Linked DNA regions of Danio rerio: region 1 is linked to region 2. The links are chromatin contacts, called in public Micro-C maps. All regions are on one chromosome and are shown on one strand. Each heading gives the region's core, a stretch centred on a gene start, on an enhancer-like site or on the middle of the called end of the contact. The rest is flanking DNA. Distances are from core to core; before and after follow the strand shown. Region 1 holds the start of angptl2b (angiopoietin-like 2b). Region 2 overlaps ralgps1 (Ral GEF with PH domain and SH3 binding motif 1).

Region 1 (3,800 bases), core at 791-3,290, 65 kb after region 2:
ATGCCTACCTAGGGAACACTTCCCTCCTCTCCAGGCATGTCCCACCGGGAGGAGGCCTTGGGGAAGATCCAGGACATGCTGGAGGGACTATGTCTTTGGGCTGGTCTGGCAATGTCTCAAGATCCCCCCAAAAAGCTGGAGGAAATGTCTGGGGAGAGGGAAGTCTGGGGTTTTCTCCTAAGATTGCTGTTCCCCGCAACCCCGCCCTGGAAAAGTAGTTGAATATAAATGAATGAATGAATGAATGAATGAATGAATGAATGAATGAATGGAACTGCTTCAGTTCAGATTAGTATAAATGTCAATGTTGAAGTTTAGTTTAATATAGTAAGATCAGTATAATGCAAATGTCACTGCTGAAGGCCGATCTACTGAAGGGCAAATCCACTGATGTACCAAAGAGAAAAGGCCTTACACAATAACTAAATGCACTACAAATGTTATGTTTTCAAATGCATGTACAAATAGTACCACATGAGATTGGTTTGCTGGTGCCAGCTGCTGGACACTCATAAGTGTTAGTAAGGAATCAAAGTGCATAACCTAAGTGTTTACATATTGTCACAGCTAGAATATTGCATCTTAGGTTACACAGATTTCACTGTGCATGTAAACGGATCAGCCTGCTTTTTTGTCAGTTTATTATTTGTGCATATGTTAATGCAATGTGTTCTCAGATTTTACATTTTTAGTCCATGAATGGCAAAATATTTTACTTACACTTAAAAAACACCTTTGATCTGCAGGGTATGATGATTAATAAAATACTTTTAGTAGTGTGACTTTTAGAACAGATACTCTGCTTACAATACTGCTGTTTGCAAGTAATGTTTAAGTTTTTATACTTTTTACACCACTGCATGAAGCCCATGTTTGTACAAGGGAAAACTCTAAGCAATTAAAAAAAACAACAACACATGAACTGGTCCTAATTTAAAATCAGTGTATTGTGACCTTTGTTAGGCAAGGTTGCACATGCCTTGCACAATGCATTTTATGTAACAGACTCTTATAATCAGAGTAATTTTTCAGTGCTTGTATGAATCAGAATGACATCAGATTTTCCATTCTCCCTTAGCGATGTTCAAGCCTGTGGCAAGGTTCAGATAACCAATTGCTGTCATCAAAAACTAACTCATATGGCAGCTCACCAGAACAAACTCATGCCAGGACACCCACAATGACCAAATAATCCATTCAGCAGCATTAAACAATTTGTGTCACCCTACAACTGAAGCAGCTCCATTATTCAGTGGGATATTTGGTTTGGAGCGAGGTTGAGGTGGTTAGAACTGGCTTGCTCATGACAAAAGTGGTTACAGTAACTTTCTGATTAAATTGATTGAAACCTATGAATTCGATCTATTGCAGGAAAGAGAAATGTTGAGGATGAACTGATTCACTAGAATGAGTCAAGCGTGCACTCTTTATGAAAGAGAGAACATTCAGAGAGAGTGCTTGACTGTGATTCCAGTCCAGAAGCTCCGGCGAAGCCAAGAACGTCCAGAATATGGGACTAAAGAGCCTCATAATCCCCCCGCTGTGAGGGTCAGCCACACTCCTGTCTGCTTCTCCATCAGTGCTGGAGGAACACAGGGGCTTGCCAGACCATTTCTCCAAGTGTAACCTAATCTCTTTCCAGAGGTCAAGAGCTTCCATGGTTGGGTTAGAAACAGAGGCAGCTCACTAACTCTGTAGTAATGAGCTCAATGCCGTGACTGAGGTTGAGTGAGGTGCCAGATCTTCTGTCTAGATCATTTAGGGTTGTGTTAGTTTGGTTAAACTGGGACTTTTCAGATAGACATTGGGGGAATTAGACTCCCAAAGGCCTTCAGAATGGAATAAATATACACTTATACCACTGAGATCCATCAAATAGAAAATGTGATTAGTATGAGGAAAGATGTTATAGTATGATTTTGTTGTAATGTGGATGATAATTATTTACCTAACCAAAGGGTTGGTTCAAAATAAGAATATCTTCATATTTTCATTGTTTACACATCTGAGAAAAGTGTTCATACTGAAGACATGTAACCAAGCTGCTTTCTGTTGGTCAAGTGATTTTAAATAAGATCAATATACATGTGCCAATTTCTTCCTTCTCTGTCTTATGTATTTCACAGGTGTGTGTGTGGTCATGGATGTTCCTTCACTAGTATGTCTGGTGTTGCTTCTGGCAAGTGGATGGTTTCCTGAAACGGAGGGCAGCCCTCAGGAGTTTGACAGCAGTGATGAAGGTCCGGAAGTTGAATTCCTGTCAACCACTCGCACACGAAGGGCCCCTGAGCCTCCTCCACAGGACAAGTGTTCCTACACCTTCATCGTACCCCAGCAGAAGGTTACAGGAGCCATCTGTGTGAACTCCAAGGAGCCTGAGGCAGTGCTGGAGAACCGTGTCAACAAACAGGAGCTGGAACTTCTCAACTCTGAACTGCACAAGCAGAAGAGACAAATTGAGACTCTGCAGCAGCTTGTAGAAGTCGATGGTGGCATCGTCAATGAGGTGAAGCTTCTGCGCAAGGAGTCCCGTAATATGAATTCCCGAGTGACACAGCTATACATGCAGCTGCTGCATGAGATCATCCGCAAAAGAGACAATGCACTAGAGTTGTCGCAATTGGAAAACAAGATCCTCAACCAGACCTCTGAGATGCTGCAGCTTACTAACCGCTATAAAGACCTGGAGCATAAGTATCAGCACCTTGCATCGCTGGCCAATAACCAGTCAGCACTCATTGCCCTTCTTGAAGCACAGTGTCAGAGGGGGCCACCGGTACCCAGGGTACCTGTACAGCCTCAGCCACAGCCTCAGCCTCAACCCCAACCCCACCCACAACCCAGACCCTCACCACCCCTTAATAAGCCCTACCAGCCACCTACATTTAACCGCAACAACCAGATCACTAATGAGATCCAGAGTGATCAGAACCTCAAAGTACCTCCTGCACCTCCACCCACCATGCCAGGGGGAACTCACAGCCCTTCCACCACAAACAAACCCTCAGGTGAGTCTCAGCTTCATCCCTTCATTTGTACATATGCTTACTTATTATTACGATATTTGCAATTCTTTAAATGATTTTAATATAGCTTAGGCTATTTTATCTGACATTATTGTGTTAAGCCTACAAAAGTGGACACGTAATTTGTAAAGATTTACTTATTTCTGTTGTATTCATATTTGAATACAAATATGTATTTATTATCTCCGAAAGAAAGAAAGAAAGAAAGAAAGAGCTGTGAAGCGAGCGCTCTTTTGCCCGGTCTCTCACACATATGCATCTAAACGCGCACGTTTCATGCACAAACACACTTTTTAAATGTGACAAAAACTCAACAACTGAAAGTTACTGGCTGCTGTGTCTTTAATGTGGTGTAAAGTTTATTATGCATTACCAAAAAACAAGGAGGATGCAGTAAAGAAATATCACCTTTTAAATTAAAACTGCTTTATTATTTTATGCAACACCTTTAAGTTTAAAAGAGAAACATAAGGGCGATTGTAAGCAAAAAAATAAATAAAAAAATAGACTGTAAGGTGTTGTATGGAATTTCGTAAACTGACCAGTAGCTGTGTTTTTTTCTTTCCCCTATATTTATTTAATATAATGATGGAACTTGCGACCTTAGTTGGCTAACAAGGGTTTTCTGAAACAAACCTCTGGGTGGGCTGTTTAATTTAGGGGGCATTTGCTCAGACTTGCCCGACAATGGAAAAACGGTTGTTCCTTGCGCAACCTGGTGGATATTGCATGAAGCACAAAAACATTTTTGGTTTCTTTTAAATGAAAAGGTGG
Region 2 (3,925 bases), core at 560-3,059:
TTTCAATAAACTCCACCTGTAATTAAAATCCCTGGCATCTGGCTGAGATTAAGACCTTTTATTACGTTTGGCTAGCTAAAGCAATTTACTTTCGGGACGGGGTGGAAATCAGGGGCCATGCAATTTACTTCCAGAAGGGCGTTGAAATTGGGGGGCACATAATTAGAGCTGTAAAGCTTAACTTTTCGAATTCAGGTGAAAAAATTTTATTTGTTGTAGACGTCCAATAGAATTTCATCAGAATGGGGAAGTCTTACAGTAAAATAGGAAAATATGATACACCAGTGTTTTGGATTATGGAAAATAATCTCTACGCTGTTTTCATCAAATAGGAAAAAGAAATAAGAATTAGCTGGCATGTGGTTGTAAGTTACAATGAACAAAATGTGTTAAAGGGACCATCAAAATAAATTAATTCCAAGTGGGACCCTGGATCACACAACCAGTCTTACATTACTCACACATACCTGTATTTTGGCAATAGAAAAAATTAATCATATGTGTCAAAATGATAGATTTTTCTTTTACCCCCAAAATTATTAATATATTACATAAAGATCATGTTCCATGAAGAAACATACATTTCCTATTGTAAATTAGGGCTGAACTATTTACTTGTTGCTATTATTCATTTATTCATTCATTTTCTTTTCAGCTTAGTCCCTTTTTAAATCTGGGGTCACCACAGCAGTATTCAACACATGTTTTATGCAGCGGATGCCATTCCAGCAGCAACCCATCACTAGGAAACATTCATACACACTCATTCACACTCATACACTATGAACAATTTTAGCTTACCCAATTCACCTATAGCACGTTATTGGACTGTGGGGGAAACCAGAGCACCTGGAGGAAACCCACACCAACACAGGGAGAACATGCAAACTCCACACAGAAATGCCAGCTGACCCAGCTGAGGTTCAAACCAGTGACCTTCTTGCTGTGATGTGATCGTGCTACCCATTGCGCCACAGTGCTTTTATATTTACTATTAAAACAACCAGCGTTCAGGACATGTGATTTGTAGGGTCATCATTAAGTTTAACCCTAACAGAGTGAAATAGTTTTAGGATTTCAAGTGAATTTAAACAAATAAGTTTTTTAGTTATTGCATTTCTGTATCCCACTGATTCGAAAAATGTATCCTACAGAAAATCACAAAACTTGATTTATTTAATTTGTAAGTTTGTTCAATTGTATTTATCTATGGTTTTTATTTGTTTATTAAATGCAGATATTCCCCAACAAAATAATTCCCACCAATCAAAAATTCTGAATTCATTTTCTAGTTATTGTATTCTGATTAAACAGTAAATAACAGTAAAAACATTATACCTAATTCATTAATGCATGTGAAAATACTGCAAATAAAAATTTAAACTATCCGTTTATAAAGTGAATCAATGACACTGGTATTTGCAGCCTTTATACTGTACAACAGCATCAAACTATAACTTGCACATGATGCTGCTTCCACACCAGTAGGTGTCAGTATAAAATCCCAGATCTCTCTTATGTCAAGCAGCAAACACAATCATACACCTTACTGAAAATGTCCACAGATAAACAAAATAATACTATTCCTAGATTCTCATGTCGTCACACTTATGAATTGAACATTCAAATGTGGATGACTGTGGAAAAATGTATTTTGTGTGTGACACTTGTGCAACCACAGTAAAGTGGTTTGGGGCCTTTAATTACAAGGTCTGTTTGAATTCTAGCCGACTATGGAAGGGGAAAAAATGTGTGTGTCTTCAAGCAAACAGCTTGAAGGGTGTTGAGACTGCGGCCTGGCTAGCGGCTGAGAGACATTCCAGAGGTGTGAGTTCACATGTGATAGTGCGTCTGTCTCTCGGGATTTGCTTTTCCCATTTAGGGCTTTCCAAAGTTCTGAAACAACTGAGAAAGGAAGTGTTAACACCTGCCATCCGGAAATCAACAACAGTTGAACATAGATGACTGATGGACGGGTGAGGAACGCAAGAATGATTAATGATGATGTGCGGTTAACTTTCATGTTTTATTTAGACCATCTGGACTTATTTGCATCAGGATTCGCAGCCAATGAATCCCAAAACACTTTTCATGAGCTGCACAGCCAAGTGCGGTGTTATACCACTTGTAAAACGGGGAGCAGCCAAAAGTACATTTTAAACTTCCACTCAAAATTAAATTTCAGGTTTAATTTATTTTCCCTAAAATAAATTTTCAGAATGTCTTTTTTTTACTCAATATACTGTCATAATAGATATATAAAAATATATATTCATATTTATAGTATATATAGTATATATATACTATAAATATATTATATTTATAGTATTTATAGTATATCGTACTTTTGACGTACATTGATCTATTCTAAGATCTATGACCTATTCTAAGATCTGAGCTTCAAATGGACAGTCAACTAAAAAGTTTGAATGAGAAGACTATTCCCAAGACTTTTTGCTTTTACATTTACATAGATTCATATATTTTGCCTTAGGCCGTACTCACACTAGGTACAGTTGCCTCCAACCGGGCCAAAGCATGCTTGTCCCCCCTCCCATCTCCCCCGACGGCCAGCACTCACACCATATCGGGCCTCGGCACGCTTACGTCATCGCTGCTGCGCTGTTCAGTGAGAAGCGCTCTCTATGGCAAGCCTTTTTAGCATTTAAATCTTTGTTCTGACTCCATAAATATATTTAGAGATATCTCTAATTATATTTTGACTAGTCATAATTATAATTCGACTACTCAGAATGACAATTAGAGATATCTGCAATTACAATTGTACTAGTACGAAATCAGATTGGAGATATCTGCAAATATATTATGATTAGTCATATTCCTCCATTGACTTCCATTGAAAAATATTTGCAGATATCTCTAAATGAGTTTTGACTATTCACAATTGTAATTGGAGATATCTCTAAATGAATTTCGACTAGTCACAATTATAATTAGAGATATCTCCAAAGGAATTTTGACAGATAGACCCTTATAATTCCATTATAATTCTGTCTTGTTTTTCTGTTTTTATTGTGGGTGTTCCACATAGTCTAATTGCACAATTCTTATTAGACAGAATAAATGTGTCCTCACTCAGAATCGAGATTTTTTTTTTGCTTAAAATAAACATTACGATTTTTCTCACGATTCTATAGATGTATAGCTAGAGTAGTTACACTGACACTGTTGAACATTTATTCTCATGAACAACAATCTATGAAAGAAAAACATACTAAATTCTTGTCGCAATATAACTCTAAAATGCGATATGATTTTTTAAATGATGTTCATGTTTTTGGTTTAATTTTCACTGCTAAGTGGTTCATACTTCCCGCGCTGCTCCAAAACGATTACTGTGCTACAAACTGAATGTTTTTTTACAACTTTATTACCTGTTATTCACAGCCTATACAGGTTCTGTTCACTAAAGCAGACTTCATTCACAGTTGTGCGCTCGCCCTCTCTGTGGCAACAGCTTATGGTCAGCTCACGTCACATGTGATTTCCCAGCCACATATACAGCATTACATGAAGATAGAAATGACATTTTTGGGTGAATTATACCTCATAAATACAGTATGTGACTCTTTCAACACTATTTGTAGGTGTCCATGTTGCTAAGCTACGTATAACAAACAATGTGAAGACTTGTGCGGCCACCTTTGCTTCTCTCCTGAACTTGAAAATATGATTGGCAGAATCATAGGAATGTTGGATTAAGGTCGTCTAGGGGATCGAATCGAGATTGCAATCTTTTTTCGATTAATCATGCAGCTCTAATCCAAAGACATATGGTATAGGTTAATTGAATAAACTAAATTGTTCCTCATAAAGTGTATGAGTGTGTGTGAATAAGTGTATATGTGTTTCCCTATATTGGGTTGTAGCTGGAAGGGCATTCGCTGCGTAAAACATAATCTGG

Evidence for each region. A called contact is a pair of places that touch in the nucleus more often than the background predicts.
Region 1: a contact with region 2 is called in a Micro-C map of caudal fin, with 4 times the contacts expected there. The contact joins the promoter of angptl2b here to the enhancer-like site in region 2. A contact is called at or near these places in 2 of 18 Hi-C or Micro-C datasets (caudal fin and an unstated tissue).

Annotation. Positions count from the first base shown.
Region 1 is chr8:35,141,546-35,145,345 of GRCz12tu, forward strand. angptl2b (angiopoietin-like 2b) reads left to right here and starts at 2,041. Exons shown (of 4, transcript NM_001126478.1): 1 at 2,041-3,008. The coding sequence starts at 2,114. All of the region lies in intron 9 of ralgps1 (Ral GEF with PH domain and SH3 binding motif 1), which reads right to left.
Region 2 is chr8:35,076,477-35,080,401 of GRCz12tu, forward strand. All of the region lies in intron 9 of ralgps1 (Ral GEF with PH domain and SH3 binding motif 1), which reads right to left. Among named protein-coding and RNA genes, the nearest start is that of angptl2b, 65 kb to the right of the region's middle. Within about 2 kb of position 1,810, at least 9 of the 62 cell types and tissues checked have an H3K27ac peak or open chromatin away from gene starts, as enhancers often do.